4 separate regions of the Mus musculus genome follow, and all the other regions are linked to region 2. A link is a contact called in public ChIA-PET and Micro-C data. All regions are on one chromosome and are shown on one strand. Each heading gives the region's core, a stretch centred on a gene start, on an enhancer-like site or on the middle of the called end of the contact. The rest is flanking DNA. Distances are from core to core; before and after follow the strand shown. Region 1 holds the start of Gpx1 (glutathione peroxidase 1). Region 2 holds the start of Rassf1 (Ras association (RalGDS/AF-6) domain family member 1). Region 3 holds the start of Bsn (bassoon). Region 4 holds the start of Dag1 (dystroglycan 1).

Region 1 (3,092 bases), core at 53-2,552, 790 kb after region 2:
TTTCTCCACACTGTATCCAAGTTGCCTCCCAGAGGAGCCACCAGTTCTTATGGGTGGCAGTGGGTGGGGGTGGGGGGGTCTCTTCTCTCCAGCTGACTAAACATTTTTCTGTACCAGTTAATTTTTCCAACTAATAGAATAAAGGCAGTTTTCTAAATTTCCTGTATTCTCTTGTGTGTTGCTTTCGCCGGAAAGACTCCCCTGGAGAGGCTTCTTGAATGGCACCAGCTCCTCCTACTCCCTCCCTCTTCTAGACTAACCTTTTGTCTCCTCCCAAGAACATGGAAGTGGTTTCCCTGTGACACGTTCAAATCTAAAAAGTGGAGTGGAAGCCGGGTGTGGTGGCGCAGGCCTTTCATCCCAGCACTCGGGAGGCAGAGGCAGGTGGATTTCTGAGTTCGAGGCCAGCCTGGTCTACAATGTGAGTTCCAGGACAGCCAGGGATATACAGAGAAACCCTGTCTAAAAAAGACAAAAAAAAAAAAAAAAAAAAAAAGTGGAGTGGAATGTCATAGAGGGGACATGAGGGGCTGGGTTTTCTGGACTAAGACCAAACTGCACTGGGGGCAGGAATCTAGGACCACTAGAAGCACGTGTTCTGAGAGGAGCTAGGTTAGAGTCTGGAGCAGGGAGTCCTGCACTGCTGTCCACCCTTACAAAAACAACCAAAAGAAATTGCCTTTGATAGCGCTGTTAGTGCTACTAAAAAAAAGTCAGGCATGGGTGGTACAAGCCTTTAGTACCAGCACTCGGGATGAAAGCAAAGAGACAGGTAAATCTCTTGAGTTCTAGGCCTGCCTGGGCTACTGAACAAGCCTTAGTACAGCCAAGACTGCATACAGAAACACTGATGAGATGGAGACACCCCCCAAGACAAAACAAAACGAAAACATGCACTTGGAGTTCCAGGCGAGCCAGGGCTCTGTAGAGACCTTGTCTCAGAAACAAAACACTGGCCACCTGATGCGACGCAGCTCCTCTTGAGTTCAATTCCCAAATTATCACCGAGTGGAAGGAGAGAACCAACTCTGACCTCAACATGCATGCTCCTTCGATTTAATTAAACAATAAGTGTAATTAAACTTATGTTTTTAAAACCCTATAACCTTATGACTAGAAACGTGTGGGTAAAGTTACACAATATAAGGGAGCTGTGCGTGAGCTGCTTTAGCCGTTGTTATTGCCAGAGGCCATCTTCCTAGGCGGGACTCTAGACTAATTAAGAAACGGTTGAGTAAGACAGAGCTGGAAGATCCCCGCCTAAGCAAGCAGCTTCCTTCCAGACTAGTGCTACAGGAGCTAGACCAGACCCGCCCTAGGCACCTCCAGGCGCTTTAGCCCGGCCGCACCCTCTTCCCTGTTCCTCGATGGGGGGAGGGTAGAGGCCGGATAAGGCGGGACCCTGAGACTTAGAGCTGGCTGCCAGCCGGAAAGAAAGCGATGCCACGTGATCTCAGCACCATCCAGTTAAAAGGAGGTGCAGGGCCCTGTGAGCGCTAGTACGGATTCCACGTTTGAGTCCCAACATCTCCAGTATGTGTGCTGCTCGGCTCTCCGCGGCGGCACAGTCCACCGTGTATGCCTTCTCCGCGCGCCCGCTGACGGGCGGGGAGCCTGTGAGCCTGGGCTCCCTGCGGGGCAAGGTGCTGCTCATTGAGAATGTCGCGTCTCTCTGAGGCACCACGATCCGGGACTACACCGAGATGAACGATCTGCAGAAGCGTCTGGGACCTCGTGGACTGGTGGTGCTCGGTTTCCCGTGCAATCAGTTCGGACACCAGGTATATGGGGCGAGATGGGTGGCCTTGGGCTCTAGGCTCCCACGGGCGGGACACCGCTTACTTTCTCCTCTGGTACTACAGCTGGAATGCAGGCCTATCCTCGGTTATACAAGGAGGGCAACTTCCTGGTGACTCATCGGGAAACCTCTGTTTTGCAGTTAAAAAGCACATTCTTTCCGAAATCCTAGCACATAAATAAATGCCTTTGTCTTCCCTAGGAGAATGGCAAGAATGAAGAGATTCTGAATTCCCTCAAGTACGTCCGACCTGGTGGCGGGTTCGAGCCCAATTTTACATTGTTTGAGAAGTGCGAAGTGAATGGTGAGAAGGCTCACCCGCTCTTTACCTTCCTGCGGAATGCCTTGCCAACACCCAGTGACGACCCCACTGCGCTCATGACCGACCCCAAGTACATCATTTGGTCTCCGGTGTGCCGCAACGACATTGCCTGGAACTTTGAGAAGTTCCTGGTGGGCCCCGACGGTGTTCCCGTGCGCAGGTACAGCCGCCGCTTTCGTACCATCGACATCGAACCTGACATAGAAACCCTGCTGTCCCAGCAGTCTGGCAACTCCTAAGGCGGCCCTGGCATTGGCTTGGTGATTACTGGCTGCACTCTGGGGGGCGGTTCTTCCATGATGGTGTTTCCTCTAAATTTGCACGGAGAAACACCTGATTTCCAGGAAAATCCCCTCAGATGGGCGCTGGTCCCATCCATTCCCGATGCCTTTCCACCTAATGAAAGGTGGTTTCACTACTAAGAATAAAGTGCTGAATATCAGAATTGTTTGTGTGTCCTGTGTCATTGTCACCTTTTGGATAGCCTCATAGTCAGGGATAAGGAACTCAATCCCAGAGCCTAAACGTCCCTTTCCCCGCCCCTTATGCTTTTCTTTCTCCCTGTCCCAGGACATGGTTAAGGTCAGTCTTGAGTCGCCGTTACAGCAGAGGCCATACTCCAGAAGGAGGAAGCCAGTAGACAAGGGCAGACTGCCTAACGGTTAAGGCCACCCTAACCCCAAACGTGAACTTCTCCTTTCTGAGTTTTTGGTGGATGAGGAAGTGACTGTGTGCCCCTGTTCACACAAGACTCTAGAAATCTAGATCTTTGCCCACAGAAGTCTGTTTTGCACAGCTGCAACAGCCTTGCACAGTGTTACCAGCTTCTCTTTGCTGCATGAACCCACACTGCTACTCAGTGCCTTAATTTATGCTGGGTGTTGTGAGATTCCGACGGAAAAGGTGGAAGGCAGGTGTAGAGTGTGTGGCAGGAGGGGTGGGGGGTGTGTGTCCTGAGACCAGCCTGGGCCT
Region 2 (3,583 bases), core at 1,026-3,525:
GAGCTGCAAAAGCAGGCGGAGATGATGGAATTTGAGATATCCCTGAAAGCCCTCTCGGTGCTTCGCTACATCACAGACTGCGTGGATAGGTGGGCCACCCTCCAAGGCCCGGGGGCGAGCACACAACAAGGGGCTGTGTGTCCTGGCCCGTGGCCTCTGCTGACCACCCTTCTACCCTACCTCTAGCCTTTCCCTGAGCACACTGAACCGCATGCTCAGGACTCACAACTTGCCCTGCCTCTTGGTGGAACTGCTGGAGCACAGTCCCTGGAGCCGGCGGGTAGGAGGTAAGGCTCCCCCTCCCATTTGCCTAAGATGTAACTGGCTGCTTCCAGAACACCCTTCAGGATCAGTGTGAAGGGTACAGGGTACACATTTAGGATTCTGGGATACCTCACCCGAGATGGGACTAGAGTTTGACTCTGAGGCAGACAAGTCCTGTGAACCATTTGTTGAAGACTCCACCTTGTTCTGACGTCTGGTGGCCCAGGCTTTCTAACCTTGCCAGGCAGTGGTGGACAGTCCTCCGGACCACACACTCTCAAAGATAACACAACACCCACCGGCATCCGGTGGGCTCCTTCTCCTCCCCCAGGCAAGCTGCAGCATTTTGAGAGTGGCCGATGGCAGACGGTGGCCCCCTCAGAGCAGCAAAAGCTGAATAAACTGGATGGGCAAGTATGGATCGCCCTGTACAATCTACTGCTCAGCCCTGAGGCCCGAGCCCGTTACTGCCTTACAAGCTTTGCCAAGGGACAGCTGCTTAAGGTGGAGAACTCAATGACCCCGCCCAGCCCCACTGCCCCCCTGCCCAGACCCACCCCCCAGGGCATCCTGGCCTGTCCCTGTCCCCTTTCCACAACTTGGGCTTCAGGCATCGACAGGGGAGCTGGTAAGATGCAAACCCTCCAAGGACGCTCAGCCCAATTTCAGGACTTCCTGTCTCTTGGCCCTCTGGCTAGGAACAGTTAGTTTCTCAATGGCCTTCCCTGGATCTCTTGCAGCTTCAGGCCTTCCTCACTGACACACTACTCGACCAGTTGCCCAATCTTGCCGATCTGAAGGGTTTCCTGGCCCACCTGTCCCTGGCTGAAACCCAGCCCCCTAAGAAGGACCTAGTGTTAGAACAGGTAAGGCCCTAGAACATGCTTGGGAGTGCTTGGGACGGTGGTCCACTTTTCCGGCTCCTTCCTCCCTGTCTCCATTACACTTTTTTAGATCCCAGAAATCTGGGATCGCCTGGAGAGAGAGAACAAAGGGAAATGGCAGGCTATCGCCAAGCACCAGCTTCAGCACGTATTCAGCCTCTCGGAGAAGGATCTTCGTCAACAAGCACAGAGGTAAAGTCCACTGAGTGGCTGAAGTCACGTGCATAGGACCAAGGAGGGAAGGTCACCTAGTGCTTCTGTGCACCTACCTGCCCGGTCCGTCCATTCAGCTCTTCTCGACTCCTCCCCCAGGTGGGCTGAAACCTACAGGCTGGATGTCCTAGAGGCAGTAGCTCCGGAGAGGCCCCGCTGCGGCTACTGCAACGCAGAGGCCTCCAAGCGCTGCTCCAGATGCCAGAATGTGTGGTATTGCTGCAGGTGAGGCGATCCTGGGACCTTAGTTGCCCCCCTAAGCTCCAACCCTGGGTTCTCCTACAAGCCCTGTCATTGTCATGCAACCCACCCCGCTGCAGGGAGTGTCAAGTCAAGCACTGGGAGAAGCACGGAAAGACATGTGTTCTAGCAGCCCAAGGTGACAGAGCCAAGTGAAGGCCGTAGCTGCCGAGGGCCGACAGAAGAGCGCACCCAGACTGTGACTGAGCTTCAGGGACTCGTGGCTCGCCCCTGTCAGACCTCAATTTCCCTGGTGAGCACAGCTGAGTCAAGTAGAGCTGCAAACCACCACACTCTTCACTTCCTGCCCCACCCAGCGAATACGCAGAGGACCAGGCCACAGCATCAGCAAACTGGCAGACAGGGTTGGGGGGTGTAAGCAAGGGCCGGATGTGGAGACCCTCTTCCTTTCGCACAATAAAGCAGACTCATGAAACGCAACAGTGTGGCGCTGTACAGTCATCCTTGGGGTCGGGGGAGAAGACTGGACGGAAAGATTGGGAAGGGGCTCTTTGAAAGGGCCCACCCCTGTGCCGTGCCCCGCCCACAAGTCCACACGGTCGGCTCGCCTAGGGTTCCAGCGCGTCCTCCTCGGCTCTTTCCCGCCGCCCTGCCTGGATCCTGGGGGCGGTGCCGAAGTCGCGGCCCGCCCTGCGGCCTCGCCCGCTCGGTACTCACTAGCTGCTAGTCCGCTACAGCACCGGCCTGACCGGGCCATGTCGGCGGAGCCAGAACTCATTGAACTACGCGAGCTGGCACCGTCCGGGCGCATCGGTCCAGGCCGTACCCGGCTGGAGCGTGCCAACGCTCTGCGCATCGCCCCGGGTACAACACGCAATCCGTCACAGCAGCACGTCCCGGGTCGTGGCCACCGTTTCCAGCCTGCAGGGCCCACCACGCACACGTGGTGCGACCTCTGTGGAGACTTCATCTGGGGCGTCGTGCGCAAGGGCCTACAGTGCGCGCGTGAGTAAGCGGCCCCACACAGCCAGCGACTACGGAAAGGGAGGCAGCACCATAGTTGCGGGTCAAGCGGCAGTGGAGGGCTGGTCAGTTGTGATGATCCTGCAGACCAGATCTCCTGGCCTTGCTCCATCAGGGAGAGTGCTTGAGAAAATGGTTTATCACTTGTCACGCTCTGTCCGTGCACAGTTGGGCAGAGTTAGTTGTCTGTGAATAAGAAGGTGCTTCAAGTTTGTCTTTAAAGTGCTTGTGCCCTTTCTTGAAAAGCCTTTGTGCCTGCTGAGCTCTGAGCCTACATTCCGAGGCCCGCCTCTTCCCAACGATTGGCTCACTGTGTTCCCCCTCTAGATTCCTGGGTGACGTCTCCCACATTAATAGGGGGCCAGAAAAAGTTAGAACCTTAGTTAGGCTCCTTGTTAGTAGGAATTCTATTGAAACTTCAGTCAAGGTTGTTTTGAGTCAAGGATGCAGAGGCTAAAACATGGAGTCCAGCCACACACACAATGAGTGGTCCTTCTGACCTAGGAATTACCAGCAAACAGAACCACGCAGGACAATATATACCTTCCAGTCTCCTCGCGCCTACTTCTCCTCTCAGACTTGTTGACTCCGTTGTTGAAAGTGGACCTTAGGCATCCTGGTTTTTCTGTTTTGGTTTGGTTTTTTGGTTGTTTTGTTGTGTTTTAAGACAGGGTTTCACTCTGCAGCCCTGGCTTGCCTAGAACTCTCTATGCAGACCAGGCTGTGACAAGCAACCCACCTGCCCCTGCCTCCCAAGTTCTGATGTATAGTTTTGAGTTGAGAATCGGTGCTTTGGGCCATATAGGAACTTAAAAATGGCACTGTAGGCCTGTGTGTGCCTCCAGATCATCTCATTCACTATACAAGTATGTCACAAACTCAGCTAGTGTAGCAGTTTGTGACAGAATGCCACATGAGAGCAAGAGCTGCGGCATCTCAGCATTCACAAGGAGAAAGAAAGCTGCTCTGGGGTTCTTGTCTAGGAAGCAAGACAGTTT
Region 3 (3,621 bases), core at 1,092-3,591, 640 kb after region 2:
ATATATCCCTGTGCAATGCTCTTTGCTGAATGCCTGGGGCTCATGCCATGGGGCTTTTTCTCCATCAATGGGCCAATCTGTTCATCAGCATCTCAGAACAGAACATGCTAAATTTGGTATCAGGTACCTGAGATGCACTGGTGAAAGGACCTAGAAGCCATCCCGACTCTGAGGCAGAGACAGACAGACAGAAGTGGCTGACTGCTTAGCTGAGGTGCAGTGATAAACTGACTAGGAGCTAGAAGAGGACCTCAAGGGTCCTCAGTCTTCAGTGTTACTGACAAATCAGCTCAGCCCCTGAGCCTCAAAACTGAAGGACCTCAGGAACACACACACAGGCCAGTGTGTGAGCCCTACCCACAGCTGGCAAAATGTGTTGTGACTGCAAAATCCAGCAATAGCCCATGGTTTCTGCATGATGGCAGTGGCTAGGTTTTCCCTGAAGCAGGACTTATAGGTAGAGCACAAATGGAACACTGAGCCGTATGAGCAGTATACAGCAGCAGCCTCTGTCCTGTCCCTCTAATCCGCCAGGTCTTTCCAAAATTCCATATGCTTGCCTCTGCAATGTCGGATAAACAACTAGTAGAGCAGCCAGTCTGGTTATCCGGAAGGGAGATGGTAAATTCTCCATATAACAACAAGGTGGTTTTCCATTCAGCTGTAGCTTTTCCTTGAAGGGAGAGAGCTGAAGCTTGGCGAGCCTGTTTCTCAGGCTAAAACCCAAAACAAGCATCTCATCACACAGCGAGATGGGCAGTGTGTCCAGGGCTAAGAGCTGCGTGGTACTCAACTGCATTACTGTCAAAGCAAATGTAAAACGGGCCAGTTCCTCCTCTAAAAGCTACATTCATGGGCTGGCCTGTTTGAGATGGCTTCAGGCTACTGACATCTCTGCATCACTGTGAGTTATCTAAGAAAAGACTCCTGAAGAAATCAACACAGGAGGCACAGTTGGGTGTCTGAAAAAGCAAACATTATTCTTCCTTGGAGTTTCTGTGTACCAGAAAAGGCAAAGCAACATAGATATTGGCAGCTTTGAATGGAGATAGAAACACCTCCCCCCAAGGGGGACGATACTCCCCAGGCCCAACTGGTGTAAAAATAACGCCTTCCGTTTTACCCTGTCATCTCTTGGTAGTCTTGAGTCGGCTGACACAGGCCAACATTCACATCCTCCGCCTTCCATGCCACTTGTTTTTGCAGAATCTGGGTTTGGCAAACCCTGAAACAAGCTGGGCTCAAAAATATTTGGCCAGATCTATTTGGTTTAAACCAGTCTATGTGGATTTTGGCTTTCCCACTGGCCGGAGGTGTTGAGCTAAATCATTAAGCCATGAGTTCATATCTGGTGGGAGGTAATTCAATAGCGTTTTCTGCCTCACCTGAAAGTGTTCACAAACCCTTGACGAAAGCACATGACCGCGAGTATTATAGGGCCTGATAGTATCCGGTGGGCAATTTTCCTTTCCTCAGAGACAGTGACAGGCACGAAATGCTTGAGGAAAGCAAAGGACCAAGTTCATGGCTCAACTATTCCCATCTTTCCCTATTCCTAGCAGTGACACTTATCTTCCCTGACAGCCACTCCCATTGTGCTCTTTCTCGACCCAACACAATGGACATATGCAGACGCTGGCAGACAGGGAGGATGTCTTCCATCCCATTGCTCCCCTGTGCAGAGGGACCAGACTAAGGTTACATAAGCCCCTCCTGAGCTGTTGGGCCCCTGCGCTATGGGGAAGAGAATTGGGGGATTGTGACGAAGTCACGGTCTGCAGGCCCTGACTAACCCTGTACTCACCATCCTGTCCTGTCAAGGCGGGGCGGCTGGAGAACCTAGGGTTGCCCACCTTGACCACCCAGCTCACGCCAATCTGGCAGGATTCGCAGTGCAGGCAGACCCGAACCTGCTGTCCACTAGATCGTGGGATTCCAGGCCCCGGCCCCAGATTCGGACCACAGCTCCCTGCCCCCCAGGAGCCCAGACGCGCGCTCTTACCTGCCCGGGCCGGGGCCGGGGCCAGGGCCGGGGACCGGACCGAGACCAGGGGTCGGGGGTCCCGCCGCTCGCGCAGCGCCAGCCACGGGGAGCTGTCCGCCGCCAGCTAGTGCTGAAGGCGGCTTCCCTGCTCCGGGGCCCGGACCCAGACCAGAGCCTCCGGGCGGCAGCGGCCCTTCGCCCGCGCCGCCCTCCAGGCTGGCCTCGTTGCCCATGGTGGGCAGGCGGGCGGGCGGGGTCGGGGTCGCACTGCGCCCGGGCCGGCGGCTCCCGGGCGGCGCTCACACTCTCCGCTCCACCGCAGCTGCCGCCATCTCCCAGCTCGGCTCGCACAGCCGCCTGCTGCTGCGCATGCGCGTCGCGCGCGCTCCTGCCCTGCACACGCCCCCCCCCCTCCCCGCGCGCGCTCACGCCAGCCCGCGAAGACTCGTGTCCACGCACCAGCCTCGGGGTCGCCGGGAAAAGGCCTCCGGAACCCGCGCATGCGCCCTCCGCAGCCAACGCGGCCGGCGGGTGTTGAATGAAGGCCGGCGGCCTCGGGTGGCTGGCTGCAATCTGCTGGACCACTTTGGAGGTTCACTAGACCTTAGAAGCGACTAAGAGCCTTGAGTGGTGGCCTACGTCTGTAATGCCAGTCAATAGGAGATTGAGGCAGGAAAATCAAGGTCATCCTTAGTTACGTAGTGAGTTCGAGGCCAGCCTACACCAAACCATTTTAAAAGAAAAAAAACCGGGCCAGCAAAAGGGACCAATAGGTAAAGATGCTTGCTCCAAGTTTGATGCTGTGAGTTAGGAGCCCACATGGTGAAAGGAAAGAACCGACTTCCACGTTGTCTTCTGCTCTCCACATCCTCCCATTCCGTCAGCTATACACATACACAAATAAAAATGTCTTCCGTTAAAGTATAGTCTAGAGAGATGAATTAGCAGTTAAGAACTTTTATTGCAGCCGGACTTAATGGCACACGCCTTTAATCCCAGGATTTGAGAGGCAGAAGCAGGAGGATCTCTGAGTTCGAGGCCATCCCGCTCTGAGAGAAAGTTCCAGGAGAACCAAACTACACTGAGAAATGCTGCCTTAAACAAACAAACAAACAAACAAACAAATGACATGATTTTTAAAAAGGGAGAGAGAAGAAAGAGGGAGAGAGGGAAAGGAAAAAGAGAAATAGACAAAAAGAAAAGGCAGGGGAAAATGCCACAAGGTGGCATAGCGCTGTCCACGGCCTGAAATCTGGCACTTTCTATCCATAAGGACCATACATCGTGGTACACACCTTTCTTCCGAGCGCGTGGGAGCAGAGGCAGGCAGATCTCTGTGAGACTTCAGGCTTATCTATATAGCATGTTCTGGGGCAAGCTATTGTGAGATATAGCAGGAGGCTGTCCTGGTAGGTAAAGCATAGAACAGGCTCTGTGAGAGACTTGCAGGATGCAGATGAATGGGAGTCTGTTCAGAGGTGTAAAGTGATTGAGATGTTGGGGCCAGACCGTCAGGGGCTGGATATTGCTGTGGGGAAAACCAAATAGTAGTGAGCATCGTCTGGGATTCATACTGAGGCTGAGTCCCATAGACCCAGAGTCTCGGGAAGCACCCAAGGGAGAGAGGGTGTACAGAG
Region 4 (3,496 bases), core at 126-2,625, 710 kb after region 2:
CTACTTACTCCTACCTTCACACAGGATCCCACACGCCTTGCAACTAACTCCCTAGTGAGATCTGATTTCTCCAATAGCCCCTATGTCCTTTAAGCACGCTGACCATGTCCTTGACTTCAAGGCAAAAAGAACTTCAATTCTCCATATTTAAACCATCGATCTGTACAACCCGTTACCGTGGAATTCTTTTTCTAAACTAGAACATTCTGAAAGTATGTCTCTTGCTCATTAAGCACAATATATACTAATATGATTGCAACACCCCATCTCCATCAGATTCCAAAACATCTGGAAGCACACCCAACTCTAGCTGGAGTTATGTTCTATAAACACCACCCTCACTTCACGAGTCTGGCTTCCACGCCAAGAACTACTTCTACTCGCTTATTTAGGGAAACAGCAGGCTGGACTCTCAAGTTAGACCTCTAGGCTATAAAGGTACTGTCCCAGACTAGGCGGACCAGTCAAAACTTCGTCATCACCACGAAAACTAATCTTGATGTAATTCAACTTAACAAAAGCTTCTCAAATTGTAGAGATTAAGAGGTGTGTTTTTAATTGCCCGTTGAGTTTGTCAATAAATGAACTTGGGAGTTATAGCAAAGGACTCTGAGTCAACATGGTGTTCCCTCTGGGAACATTTTCCAAATATACTCGCAAGTGAACCTGATTTCCCAAATACCCACTGCAAAGGTAGTAAAGGAGTCTCCCACAGAAGCGCAACCGAGGGGGAGGAAAGAACCCCAAGACTCGGAGCAGCTCAAAGCAAGAGGCGGGGGCGGCGCCCTTCCCAGCCTCTGGCAGGAGCCCCACAGTAGAGATGCCTCCTAACTGGGCCGCGACCCCCACTGGCAACCCGGAGGCAGCCCGCAGGCCGCACACGCCCGCGGCCGATGCACAGGCCCCGCGTTCCCGGGAGCGCGGGCCGGGGCCGAGGCCTGGCCCGTCGCCGCGGCGCGCAGCTCCGGCCTCAGCCTTCAGCTACCGGACGGAGAGCCGAGGGGCGGCTCCGCACGGACGGCGGCGGCGCCGCCTCCTCACCCGCAAGGACGTCCGTGGCCGTGTCCCCGCCCCGGGCCGAAAGGGAGCAGCAGCAGGTGTTCCGCGGAAGGCTCGGTCGGCTGCAGCGGGGATCCCGGCCCCAGCAGGCAGGCACCGGGAGGCAGAGGCGGGAGGCGCACTCACCCAGCACCACGGGCAGGCCGCGGCAGGTGTTCGCTCCTCCGGGCCCAGGGACACCGCCGCCACTCCCCGGGGACTCCGCGCGAAGCTACCGCCGCTGCCGCCCCCGAGCCCCAGGAGCGCGAGCGCCGCGCCGCAGCCTCCGCGCGATCACGTACCGAGCGGTGAGAGGGCGCCGAGCGCGAGGGCGGGGCGCGCGGCCGGAGCCTAGCAACCGCCTGACACGCGAGTGCCGCAGCCAATCCCACGGCCGACTCGGAGCGGCGCCGACTAGCCTTCAGCGCGCGGCCCGCTTCTGCCTGCGTCGCTAGCCCCGCAGCGCGCCGCACCCGCGCACAGGCCCCGCCCCGTCCCGCACCTCTCTGCCCATTGGCCTGTCACGCCCCCGCCCCAAAAGCCACGCCCCGACGTAGAGGCCCCGCCCCCGAAGTCGACCAAGTGGGTCCCGGGACACGCCTTAGCCAGTCCGGGTAGCTGGGAGCGCTTGCTAGCTGGGGTGGGGGAGGGGCACCTTTCCCAACTTCTCCCGAAGAATAAATCGAGGTATGGACAGGCCGGCGAACCGGTCCGGCCACAACAAGCCACCACACAGCTGCCCCCTAATTTCCTTCGAGCAAAACGCAAGCGGTATCTAAACCATTCAAACACTCAGGAAGCGCCCTCCCAATTGCAAAGGAAGAGAGGCCTTGTTACCCTCTCCTTAATATGGATGGAGAAACTAAGGCCAGATCCGGGTGGGTGGGCAGGAAGGTAACCCATTTCTTTAGTGCTGGCCATACAACAGGCTTCCCCTCCCCCTCCTTGGAAAGCTAAAATCCAATGCCTCCTCTGGAGCTCAAAATAGCTCTGACCCGCTAGCACAGGTCACTCACCCCCCGGTGGCCCACATTCTTTAGATGGGTGGTTACTGCTAGAATCTGGCCTCCCCCATTTATGGAGGGTCCTAAAGTAGTTCTTAACTCTCCTGGGCTCACCAGAGGGCCCAAACTCCAGAGACTGGAGATTTAACAAGTTACTAAACCTGACAGTGCATAATACCTGTGGAAATCAGAACTGTGGTAGGCTCTGCTCCCTTCCTAACTGACCCCACACTGCTAGAAGGAATCCATTCCTCTTTGGCCTAGGGCCAGGCTGGAGTTTCAGACACAAGCTGTTATCAGTAAACTCATTCTGAATACAGACCCGGCGGCTACTCAGCCTGGGATTCCTGCCTAAAGGACGGGCAGTTCTCTTCAGAAGAGTCTAGGAGAAAAAATTTTCAGGAAGAAATGCCCTACCTCAAATACCTGTTTGCAATTTCTCAATTCTTACGTGACTAACTCATAGAGCCTAGAAAAGGAAGAGGAACTAAAATCCAGGAGAGCAAGAGCAGGCCATCCCTTGGATGTTAATAAACTGAAGAGTTAATGGCTTCTCAGATTCTGACTTTAAGACTGTACCATTTTAGAAAGGCTGAGAATGAGCTGGCCATGGTTGCTGCCGTCTGTAATCTTTACACTCATAAAGCTGCGACTTAAGGATTGCTGTAAATTGAAGGCCAGTCAAGGTCGCATAATGAGTCTCCAGGCCAGTTTGGGCTATAGAGTGATACCTTGTCTCAAAAACTAATCAAGGGCTTCAGAGATTACTTAGACAGTAAAGACATTACTGATGACTTAAGTTGGGTCCCCACAACCCACATGGTGAAAAGAAAGAACCAACTCCAAGCACAATAAAAACATAAGATATAGGGCTGGAGAGATAGCTCAGCGGTTAAGAGCACTGACTGCTCTTCCAGAGGTCCTGAATTCAGTTCCCGGCAACCACATGGTGGCTCACAACCATCTGTAATGGGATCTGATGCCCTCTTCCGGTGTGTCTGAGGACAGCTACAGTATACTCATTTGAAATGAATAAAACTTTAAAAAACTATATTAAAAAAGCTGGGTGGTGGTAGCTTACTCCTCTGATTCCAGAACTCGGGAGGCAGAGGCAAGTGGATCTCTGATTCTGAGTTTGAGGCCAACCCGGTCTATAGAATGAGTACACAAGGTTATACAGAGAAATTCTGTCTCGAAAATAAATAAGTAAGGGCTGGTGTGATGGCTCAGCAGGTAAGAGCACTGAATGCTCTTCCAAAGGTCATTAGTTCAAATCCCAGCAACCATATGGTGGCTCACAACCATCCGTAATGAGATCTGACGCCCTTTTCTGGAGTGTCTGAAGACAGCTACAGTGTACTTACATATAATAATAAATAAATCTAAATAAATAAATAAGATGCGATTTCCAAACAAAACAGCAGAGTAGAGCCAAGGACCTCCAGAGTACTGCT

What was found. A called contact is a pair of places that touch in the nucleus more often than the background predicts. ChIA-PET counts read pairs in DNA pulled down with a chosen protein or histone mark.
Region 1: a contact with region 2 is called in an RNA polymerase II ChIA-PET map of memory CD8 T cells, with 33 read pairs. The contact joins the promoter of Gpx1 here to the promoter of Rassf1 in region 2. A contact is called at or near these places in 2 of 39 promoter capture datasets (erythroid cells and pre-B cells), 1 of 484 Hi-C or Micro-C datasets (B cells), 4 of 115 datasets of contacts at active chromatin or transcription factors (large pre-B cells, memory CD8 T cells, pancreatic cancer cells and 1 more) and 2 of 9 other capture datasets (adipose tissue and liver).
Region 3: a contact with region 2 is called in a Micro-C map of embryonic stem cells, with 2.9 times the contacts expected there. The contact joins the promoter of Bsn here to the promoter of Rassf1 in region 2. A contact is called at or near these places in 1 of 484 Hi-C or Micro-C datasets (embryonic stem cells) and 2 of 115 datasets of contacts at active chromatin or transcription factors (memory CD8 T cells and pancreatic cancer cells).
Region 4: an RNA polymerase II ChIA-PET map of memory CD8 T cells shows a contact between it and region 2, with 6 read pairs. The contact joins the promoter of Dag1 here to the promoter of Rassf1 in region 2. A contact is called at or near these places in 1 of 39 promoter capture datasets (the C10 cell line), 1 of 484 Hi-C or Micro-C datasets (LSK cells) and 2 of 115 datasets of contacts at active chromatin or transcription factors (bone marrow-derived macrophages and memory CD8 T cells).

The regions. Positions count from the first base shown.
Region 1 is chr9:108,337,778-108,340,869 of GRCm38.p6, forward strand. Gpx1 (glutathione peroxidase 1) reads left to right here and starts at 1,303. Exons shown (of 2, transcript NM_008160.6): 1 at 1,303-1,781; 2 at 2,000-2,565. The coding sequence starts at 1,536. The coding sequence ends at 2,359. Rhoa (ras homolog family member A) reads left to right here. Exons shown (of 6, transcript NM_016802.5): 6 at 1-166.
Region 2 is chr9:107,549,280-107,552,862 of GRCm38.p6, forward strand. Rassf1 (Ras association (RalGDS/AF-6) domain family member 1) reads left to right here and starts at 2,276. Exons shown (of 6, transcript NM_001243748.1): 1 at 2,276-2,567. The coding sequence starts at 2,318. It overlaps Zmynd10 (zinc finger, MYND domain containing 10), which reads left to right. Exons shown (of 12, transcript NM_053253.4): 6 at 1-89; 7 at 187-287; 8 at 596-768; 9 at 1,005-1,130; 10 at 1,219-1,340; 11 at 1,461-1,586; 12 at 1,682-2,042. The coding sequence ends at 1,757. It overlaps Gm34106 (predicted gene, 34106), which reads right to left and starts at 1,558. Exons shown (of 2, transcript NR_168657.1): 1 at 1,418-1,558.
Region 3 is chr9:108,188,042-108,191,662 of GRCm38.p6, forward strand. It overlaps Bsn (bassoon), which reads right to left and starts at 2,342. Exons shown (of 12, transcript NM_007567.2): 1 at 2,003-2,342. The coding sequence starts at 2,217.
Region 4 is chr9:108,262,440-108,265,935 of GRCm38.p6, forward strand. It overlaps Dag1 (dystroglycan 1), which reads right to left and starts at 1,376. Exons shown (of 4, transcript NM_001276482.1): 1 at 1,186-1,376.